Linked DNA regions of Sus scrofa: all the other regions are linked to region 1. A link is a contact called in public Hi-C and promoter capture Hi-C data. All regions are on one chromosome and are shown on one strand. The core of a region is the stretch at or near the end of the contact, and the rest is flanking DNA. Distances in the headings are between cores, read along the strand shown.

The links. Promoter capture Hi-C pulls out the DNA fragments that hold promoters and counts their contacts. Hi-C and Micro-C count contacts between places; a contact is called where the count stands out from the background.
Region 2: a contact with region 1 is called in a promoter capture Hi-C map of liver, with 3 times the contacts expected there. The contact joins the promoter of ESD here to the promoter of LRCH1 in region 1. A contact is called at or near these places in 2 of 5 promoter capture datasets (fetal skeletal muscle and liver), 4 of 47 Hi-C or Micro-C datasets (liver and skeletal muscle) and 2 of 2 datasets of contacts at active chromatin or transcription factors (alveolar macrophages and skeletal muscle).
Region 3: a Hi-C map of omental adipose tissue shows a contact between it and region 1, with 2.0 times the contacts expected there. The contact joins the enhancer-like site here to the promoter of LRCH1 in region 1. A contact is called at or near these places in 1 of 5 promoter capture datasets (liver), 23 of 47 Hi-C or Micro-C datasets (adipose tissue, alveolar macrophages, blood and 13 more) and 2 of 2 datasets of contacts at active chromatin or transcription factors (alveolar macrophages and skeletal muscle).

Annotation. Positions count from the first base shown.
Region 1 is chr11:20,905,185-20,908,086 of Sscrofa11.1, reverse strand. It overlaps LRCH1 (leucine-rich repeat and calponin homology domain-containing protein 1), which reads left to right and starts at 1,516. Exons shown (of 20, transcript XM_013980521.2): 1 at 1,516-2,070. The coding sequence starts at 1,752.
Region 2 is chr11:20,650,770-20,653,671 of Sscrofa11.1, reverse strand. It overlaps ESD (esterase D), which reads right to left and starts at 1,368. Exons shown (of 9, transcript NM_214060.1): 1 at 1,302-1,368.
Region 3 is chr11:20,725,204-20,728,105 of Sscrofa11.1, reverse strand. All of the region lies in intron 16 of LRCH1 (leucine-rich repeat and calponin homology domain-containing protein 1), which reads left to right. Among named protein-coding and RNA genes, the nearest start is that of ESD, 74 kb to the right of the region's middle. Within about 2 kb of position 1,550, at least 1 of the 83 cell types and tissues checked has an H3K27ac peak or open chromatin away from gene starts, as enhancers often do. A contact at or near this core is called in omental adipose tissue, where this site is marked.

The sequences.
Region 1 (2,902 bases), core at 267-2,766:
TGGTTTTTACACATCTAGGAGGCAGAGGGGTCGAAGGCTTTGGTGAGAGAGGGTGTTTGGGGGGAGGATACCAGCAGGTGGCGCTTGTCTCCTCCTTGGAGGTTAGAAAGCTGTAATTCTAGAATCCCACAGGAGTCAAAGCGACTTACTATGCACGCAGTCAATGCCAGTGACATAGATCATGCCAGGCGTTAGGCCCCGCCTCGGGCTCAGGTCATCCTCTTTCTGCAACACCACTTAAAAAAAATGACTCCCCCGCTCCAAGCGTTGAATTATTTTCTCACTCGGCCCTCATCCTCACTTCCCCTAGCTTAAGTCGCTCAAGGGGGCGCTGCTCAAGCCTAGGGTGTAGAGCAAAAAATAAAGGCTCCCTCCCAGGGAGCTGGAGCTGGAACTTTGGGAAAGAGTGGGACTTGATCCATCTGCCAGCTGATCTGCTCTTATGGTGTCAGATGCTCTGTCACCTCTGGTGTTGCAGGCGTTGGTCTGGGCTGAACTGAAATTCGCTTGCAGGCAGATAGATGAGCTCCCATGCCCCGCAGGGGTAAGAAGAGCCCACGCGGGTACCTTGACGATACCAGTGCGCAGGCTTCAACTGTGACTGAGTTACCGGCCAGTTGGGGTCAGGGACTTTCTGACCTCTCCAGCTCCACACAGTTCCAAGCTCAGCCACAGCCAGCCCATCTTTCTCCTGTGCCAGAGGGGTCTGTCTACCATAACGCCACCTTCATTTTGAAAGTCCTTTCTTTCTGTGCCTGTGGTTTTCTGCCATCACTCAGAAAACTTTCTGCCCGGCTGCTATTTGTTTGCAGTGGGGTTCAGCCCGAGTTTACAGGAAGGAGGGCGGCCCTAGAACCTGAAGGCTCCACTTTCGAAACCAGCTCCGTCTCTGACTGCGCGGGTGACCTCAGACTAGTTTCTAAACTTCCCCTGGGGAGTGGAGAAGGCGGTTTTTCTGCTCGTGGGGTCCCTGGATTAATTGAGATCATTCCTGTAGACGACTTAGATCAGCGTCTGGCTCATTGGCGGTGCCCACCTGCCAAGGGTCCTCCGTTGGCCAGACCCCCCCACGGTGAAAAACTGCCTTCCCTGTGGGTCAAAGAACAAGAAAAATGTGCAGACTTGAGATAACTTCACCTCCCCGTGATCTCACTGTATTTCACATCCCATCTATTGGCTCGCCACTGTCTTCTCAGATCCCCTAAAACCTCTGCTTCCGTAAAGCCCTCTAAGGGGCAAAAAGAGCCCCAGAGGGACGTTCGGCATTTGAATGAAAGTGACCCCTGGGCAGGCGTCCAGCCCCGCCCCCCCGCCCGCCCCGCCCCGCCCCGCGTTCAGAGAGAAGGGCCCGGCGGCGCGCGGCGGAGGAGGGCTCGGGGCTGGGCTGGCCGCTCGCGGGAAGGAGGAGGAGAGAGCGGGCGGCGGAGGAGGGGAGCGCGCCGAGAGGAGGGAGCAGGGGCGGGAGGAGACACATGCGCGCTGCCTGCTGCCGCCGCCGCCGCCGCCGCTGCCGCCGCCGCAGTCCTTAGCTTCCCGGGGACAGGAAACCTTCGAGACCAAGCTGCCGCTGCCGCTGCCGCCTCCCCGTCTGCTCCTCGTACCGCGCGCCTGCCACACCCTCCTCCCGCTCTTGCAGCATCTTTCGGTGGAGCCCTGCAGGAACTCGGCCCGGGCAGCTGTCTCCCTTTCCCGGGTAAAGCTGTGACCCCCCCGCAGGAGCGGCGGGGCGGGGTGGGGGGGCCCGGGAGAAGATGGCGACGCCGGGAAGCGAACCCCAACCTTTCGTCCCTGCCCTTTCGGTGGCTCCTCTGCACCCACATCATCATCCCCACCACCACCACCACCACCAGCAGCAGCAGCTCCACGGAGGAACCGGAGCCAGCGGCGGGCCCGGGGGAGGCGGCGGCGGCGGAGGCAGCGGGGGCTTCAACTTGCCCTTGAACCGGGGGCTGGAGCGCGCGCTGGAGGAAGCGGCCAACTCCGGGGGATTGAACCTCAGTGCCAGGAAACTGAAGGAATTTCCCAGGACTGCGGCCCCCGCGCACGACCTCTCGGACACGGTGCAGGCAGGTGAGAGAGGGCCGTGGGCGGGCAGTGGGTGTGGGTGGCTGGTTGTCGTGCCTTCCCGGACGCGGTGGCCGGTCTGAGATCTGGCCTTGCTGGGGGTCCAGCGGCCCGTGCTCTCCCGAGGAAGGGAGCCGCGGGGGCGATCCCGCTGTGCGGCGCCGAGAGAGCGGGACTGCTCCCCGCCGCAGCGCCCACGAGCGCGGGGGTCTGCGGCTCCGCACCCGGCGGCGGCCGCTCGGGGGATGCGGCAGCCAGGCTGGGACCTGCGGGCGCGCCCCGTGCGCGCCGTGGATGTGGGAGGTTTTCGCCCGCCGCAGCTGCTTCCTGGGCCCCGCGTGGGGTCTGAGGACCCGTCCGCGGTGTCTGCACCTCCGTCCCGGGCAACTCCGCTTTACTGGGAGGCGTCGCGGCTCTTGATGGGGAACCCCAGACAAAGGTGGCGCGGCCTCCGCCGACTGGAGGGCACCGGCTCGGTGCCTCGAGACCCTCTCGGCGGCCTCGCGCAGCGATCGGGCAACTTGGTGCCGCCTGCGAGGAGGTGCCGAGGCTCCCCCTTCCTGCGCCTGTGCGAGGAAGGAGCGGCGGCGGTGGTCGGGAAGCCGAATCGCGGCCACTTGGCAAGGCGGTTGGCTGCCTAGTGCCTTGCCTCTAGCTAACCGCCCACGCGGCTTGGTTTCTGCCACCGAGGCTACCTAGTTCTCAGTAACCCAATCTTTGCGGGGGCCCTGGAGAGGACGGCCTGGCATGTTTTAAAGAAAAAAAAAGTAAAGTGAGCCGGTTTTCCTCGGTGAGCCGGGCAAGTTGTAACTCGCGCCAAGGAGCATACAGGGTTTTC
Region 2 (2,902 bases), core at 119-2,618, 250 kb after region 1:
AAAGTAAATAAATAAAAGTGAAACTATACATTGACAAAAAGATAAGGATGAATAAGGCTCCATATATACTGGGATCACATTTTTAACTGTGTACTAAACATAATTTCTTTTCCTTCACAAAAATTCACATGGCTTGCCCATAGATGAATTTTTAATCCACCCTAGGGAAAAACCCACAGCATCCATGAGCTCTAAACACCTCACCCTGGCTCTTAAAATTGTCTTCAACGGTCCCAGACTATTTTTCTGGCCTTGTTTTCTATTACTTTAATTTAGTCGAACTCAATTATGTACATAATTCTAGGATAGCCTGGATGTTTCTACTGGGTGCCATGGTATAACGGTTTGGGACCAGGTAGGTTGTGGAGCCAAACCCTTCAGGTTCAGATTCTGGCTTCACCAGGTACTACTAAGTCGTAGTACTTGGTAGTGGTAGTGATTTTGGGCAAACTACCTCATAGCTCTTTTTTTTTTTTTTTTTTTTTTTTTTTTTTTTTTTTTTTATGGCCACACTCTCAGCATATGTAAGTTCCCAGGCCAGCGACTGAACCCCAGTAGCAGATGAGGCAAGAGGGATCCTTTAACCCACTGCCACAGCAGGAACTCCTATGCCTCATTTCCCCATCTGCAAAATGGGCCTATTAATATGATCTACCTGATAGGGCTGTTCCTGGGACTAGGTAAGTTAATTCACATACTTGGAACACTGCCGGCCATGATACACAAATGTTAGTTATCATTATTCCCGCAACATCGAATGCCCTCCAAGTTCTGCTCAAGTGCTATCTCCCTGGCGACCCCGTGAGACATGACCTCCAGATCCCTACACAACTCTGACAGCGCATTTACAACACGATCAGGCTTCGAAAGTGCTTGCAAGCGTCCGGAGATGCGCACGGGCTTCCTGACCCAGGCGCCCATGGGGCCTCCGAACATTTTGGGTCTGCTTCCTCCACGAGCGGGGGACACATCCACTTCCCGCAGGAAAAGCTACAGAGGCGTAGCGGGCTCTAGAGACACCCGCACCTGCTCCGCAAAGATCGCACGCCCGAATGCCCCGGGGTACACATGCTTGGAAGCGCAGAGAGGAAAAGGTCCAGTGCCCCTCCCTCGGCTTCCTGCCAAGGCTTGGTCGTTCTCCCGGACAGAGGCCGCGCGGTCTTCGCATTTGCGCCCATGCGACTCGCCGCAGGCCTCAGCGTCCTCCCCTATCCGGCCCCACAGCCCCACAGTGTCATCCGTGCAGCAGGAGACCCTGGCCGGCCCAGGACGTACGGACCTCGGCCCAGCCCCAGTCTTACCTACGGCAGCAGCCGGAGGCCGAGCAGTAGCCGTCAGGGAAAGGCGGAGCTTCAACATGGCCGCTGTGCCACCGCCTCGGTCCCACCCCCTCTAGGGCCCGCCCCTCGGTCCCAACCACCGGACCCGCCCATCTCGGGCCCGCCCACTAGGGTCCCTACTCCTCAGCCCCGCCCCTCATCGACCCCGCCCCGAAGGCTCCGCCCAGAAGACCCCGCCCCCAGCGCCCGCCTCCCTGACCTCACATTTCCCGGGAGAACTCTCTGCGGCTCCACTTCCTGTGACGGATCCGAAGTCAAGCACCCGCCAGGCGCTATGGTCCCGACCCTTCTCAGGGGACGCTTAGTAAGGCTGAGGCTTGAATAAACACGAGATCTGGCCCCATTTAACTCGTGGAAAATGTTTCCGCCTAATCCTTTGAGGTTATTTAGAAACCGGGACATAATTTCAGTTCCCCTATTTGGTAGCTGGGGTTAAACAAAAGCCATTGAAAAAAATCACCTGTGCTAGAAAAGTAGTAGGTGCTTCACCGGTGTCCTTTTTTCTTCCTTCTCTCAGTGTTAGAAGAATTGAGTAATATAGTTGCTGGTTGCTGACTTAACAACAAATAGTTCCTTGACCTTTTGCTTCCTTGGCTTGCCTTAACCAAATTGATTGTGATGTACTTTGCCTGTTGAGAAAATTAAATCTGATTACAAACAAAACAAAACAAAACCCTTAAAAAAATTTAACAGCTAGGCCATCAGATTGTGAATGACATCTTCGGAAGGACAAAACTGGTTTTGTGGGCATGCAGCCCGTGCAGTAGAGCAAGATCGCCGAAGGACCCTGCCCTTAATTTCTTTCCTGTGCCACATTGTTAAGAAATTTTGAAAGGGGCCTCATATTTTCGTTTTGCACTGGACCCTGCAAATTATGTGGCATATCTTCCTGAAAGGACTGGTAAGTGAAGTGACCTCTATTGAAACTGATGTTATAGATGCTACAGAAGAGATTACATGGCGCGGGTCCATTTGGCCACAGTGACTTGTGGGTTGCACCTGTGGAGCTATATCGATTGGAATTCAGCCCAAAATTGGTACTTAAAATACTATTTTCATTTTGAGAAAGCATTGAAATGAAAAATGTTTTATTTTCTACCATTTTAAAAATATAAATCACCGAAAAGGGAATTTTCTTCAAACTGAGTTTCACAACTAAAACAGTACCCAAGGAGTTCCCGTCGTGGCGCAGTGGTTAACGAATCTGACTAGGAACCATGAGGTTGCGGGTTCGGTCCCTGCCCTTGCTCAGTGGGTTAACGATCTGGCGTTGCCGTGAGCTGTGGTGTAGGTTGCAGACGCGGCTCGGATCCCGCGTTGCTGTGGCTCTGGCGTAGGCCGGCGGCTACAGCTCCGATTCAACCCCTAGCCTGGGAACCTCCATATGCCGCAGGAGCAGCCCAATAAATAGCAAAAAGACAATGAATAAATAAATAAATAAATAAAACAGTACCCAAGCTTGCAAGTTATTTAGAAAGGATAGGAAATGATTGAAGAAAGTTATTTACAGTGTGTTTATTTAATAAATTGATTGCTGTGGGGTGTAGAATAGCCTATGCTAT
Region 3 (2,902 bases), core at 301-2,800, 180 kb after region 1:
TGGCTTTGTACCTATTCCTCCATGTGCTAATGAGCCAATGAATGAATATACTGAACATGCGTTTCTGTGCAGCTGCAGATAGAGTATAATTCGCCTGCATGCCTGATATGATAAGGGATGATAATACACCTGGAAAGTCCAGAAAAGTGCATGTGCATTGTTCTCTGGTGGTTTTATCAAACTATGTTTATCTTGAATATTCTGAATTTTGGAGGGATTTTACAATAATTTCTTCTCTATCCTTGCTGTTTGGGTTTTTTATTTTCTGGAGGGGTGTGTTTGCTTGTTTATAAACATGTGGGGTTTGCACATTTGAATTATCTCTGCTTCTTGTGCTTCTGAACTTTCAACTTTAAATGCTTTCAGAGTTTGATCTTTTATTATCTATGCTTACCATAGGAGATTTTTTTAAAGTAATTAAGACATACTGTGACTGAGCCTAGAGGGGTGCACTGAGAATAGTAAAAATTAAGAAATTTCTAAAAATGAAATCACTTGCCTTCTTTTTTTTGCAAATTGTTTGTGCATTTGGACTTTTGATGTCTTCTGCCCTTTGAGTTAGTTTCATCTAAATATTCAAGAATGGGAACTTGGCCTGAAAACAAATGTGCAAATCAAAAACCAAGGACACCTAGCTAGGATTAATGTGGATATCTTTTGATTGTAGGCCATTAAATATCTGAAGTAGCCTAAAAGATAAAAATAAAATAAATACACTTATTTACATCTACTTACCACAGATATCTGAATCTCTATATGGGTGTGCTCAGATTTTAAACATTTTATTCCAAGATACCAAGTGAGAAAAGTAATGGTAAATGAAATAGAGAGGATGATTTATGGGGAGAAGTGAGATGTTTGGGGTACAACTACAACGCAAACACAGTAGGAAGGTATCTTTTCCCATGATTCCTGTTTTTAATCTAAGTATGTTATATATAATAAATAGAAAACATATATTCAAAATGTTTCTGTGATTTATAGTCAAAGTTCAACCAAAAAAAAAAAATGCATTTCCAGATTTCCTTGCAGAGAAAGACATTGTATATCTTGGCAGGTTAGTTATAAAGGCAATTTTATTATTTCATAGATTTCTGAAAGTTTTAACTAAAAACAAATATGATTAAACAACAGTGACAAAACCAAAGTCTCTTCTTATATCATCCCATTTTAAATTCTGGAATTCGAGGGAGGCCAAATGGAAACTTTGCTGATAAACTGGTCCCTTGACTTAAAAAGGGGGCGAGAGGCATTTTTGTTTTCGGAAAGCGTGGCTATTTATAGGTCTGAGGTTGTTTAAAGGAAGTAAAGCCTAGAATGAAAGATTTATGTGTGATTTGGTATTTCCTTAGGAATGATATCTGAAACCAAAGACTTTTTTTTAAGCTCACCAAGACCTAAGACATTTTACAAAGCAGTAGAATTTCTATCTTTGTAGATGAACTAACTAAAAGGAGAACCAACGAAAAGGGGGGAGGGGACCACGTCCAAGGCTCCTAACTCTCCAATCATCTCCTCTCTACCGGGTCTACCTTCATCACTGGCAGCTGTTATTGAGGATTCTCCCCCCGCCACCACCCTTTTCAGGTCTATACCTGCAGCATATGGAGGTTCCCAGGCTAGGGGTTGAGTCAGAGCTACAGCAGCCGGACTTCGCAACAGCCACAGCAACGCCAGATCGCAGCCGCATCTGTGACCTACACCACAACTCATGGCAATGCCAGATCCTTAACCCACTGAGCAAGGCCAGGGATCGAACCCGCAACCTCATGGTTCCTAGTCGGATTCATTCCCGCTGAGTCACAGCGGGAACTCCTATTGAGGATTCTTTGTGCAAGCTACTAAGTGAAACTGCCTTCTTTTTATTAAAAGTCCTAAAATTTCCATTGAAAATGATCACTGTGAAAATCTTTCAGAAAATAACCCTGCGGTATTTATCTGGTATTTTTCGTATGAGGGCAAATTCCAGGGATTCACGTGTAGCTGTTACACTGGACCACAGAAAAATAATAATGCAGGGATTGTTTTCAGTGTTCATCTCCCTGGGTTAATCACCCCAGATATGGGGCAGTTGTTATTTTCCTCTGTTTGCACTTAGTCTGCCGTATACCCTGGGCAAGGGGTAGTTTTCTGACAACTTTCTGGCAGCAGCAATCCTTATAAATATTTGTGTAGGTTCCCAGATCTGACCTTTCAAATTCAACCATCCTTCTCTTTGTGCTAAACATTGCCTTCTGATTTAAATGCATTTTCCAGTGTATTTTTTAAGTTAATGAAGAAGCACTCTATGTATCCCCAAATATATGAGCTGAACTTGGAAAAGGATCATAGCCCATTTTTACGGTGTTCTTGCTGATCCCTCTGAAATAGCAGGTCCCATTTAGTGGCCTCTCATGGCATTTCACACCTGATGACCCATCAGTCTGGTTTCCTCATATTTTCTCCATTATCTGGTATTTGTGACTCTCTCAACAGGTTTAAATAAATGGCATCATGTGACCAGCTCAACCCAGCATAATGTAACCTGCCTTTCATTTATATTTTTTATTTATTTTTTTGGCAGAGTTGGCATTTTGATCTCTTGCCCACTGTCTTTCTTTGTGTTAAAATCCCCCCTTTAGTTAAATGTCCATATTGAAGTAAAATTTACATTACATTTATGGTAAATGTAAAATTTTAAATATATACATATATTTATATGAAATATAAAATTGTTACATTTTTAATAGTAATATTGCTTTCTAATATTTTGTTTCGCATATATCTCAAGTTCCCTATATTCCCCGGGACTCATTCTTTAAGGAGATAAAAGATTGGCAAACTGGCTATAGAAGGTCCGTGGGAGTTTGCATTCCCACAGTCCCCAAAGTTCTGCCTCCTGAGATAATCGGGGAAGGATGTG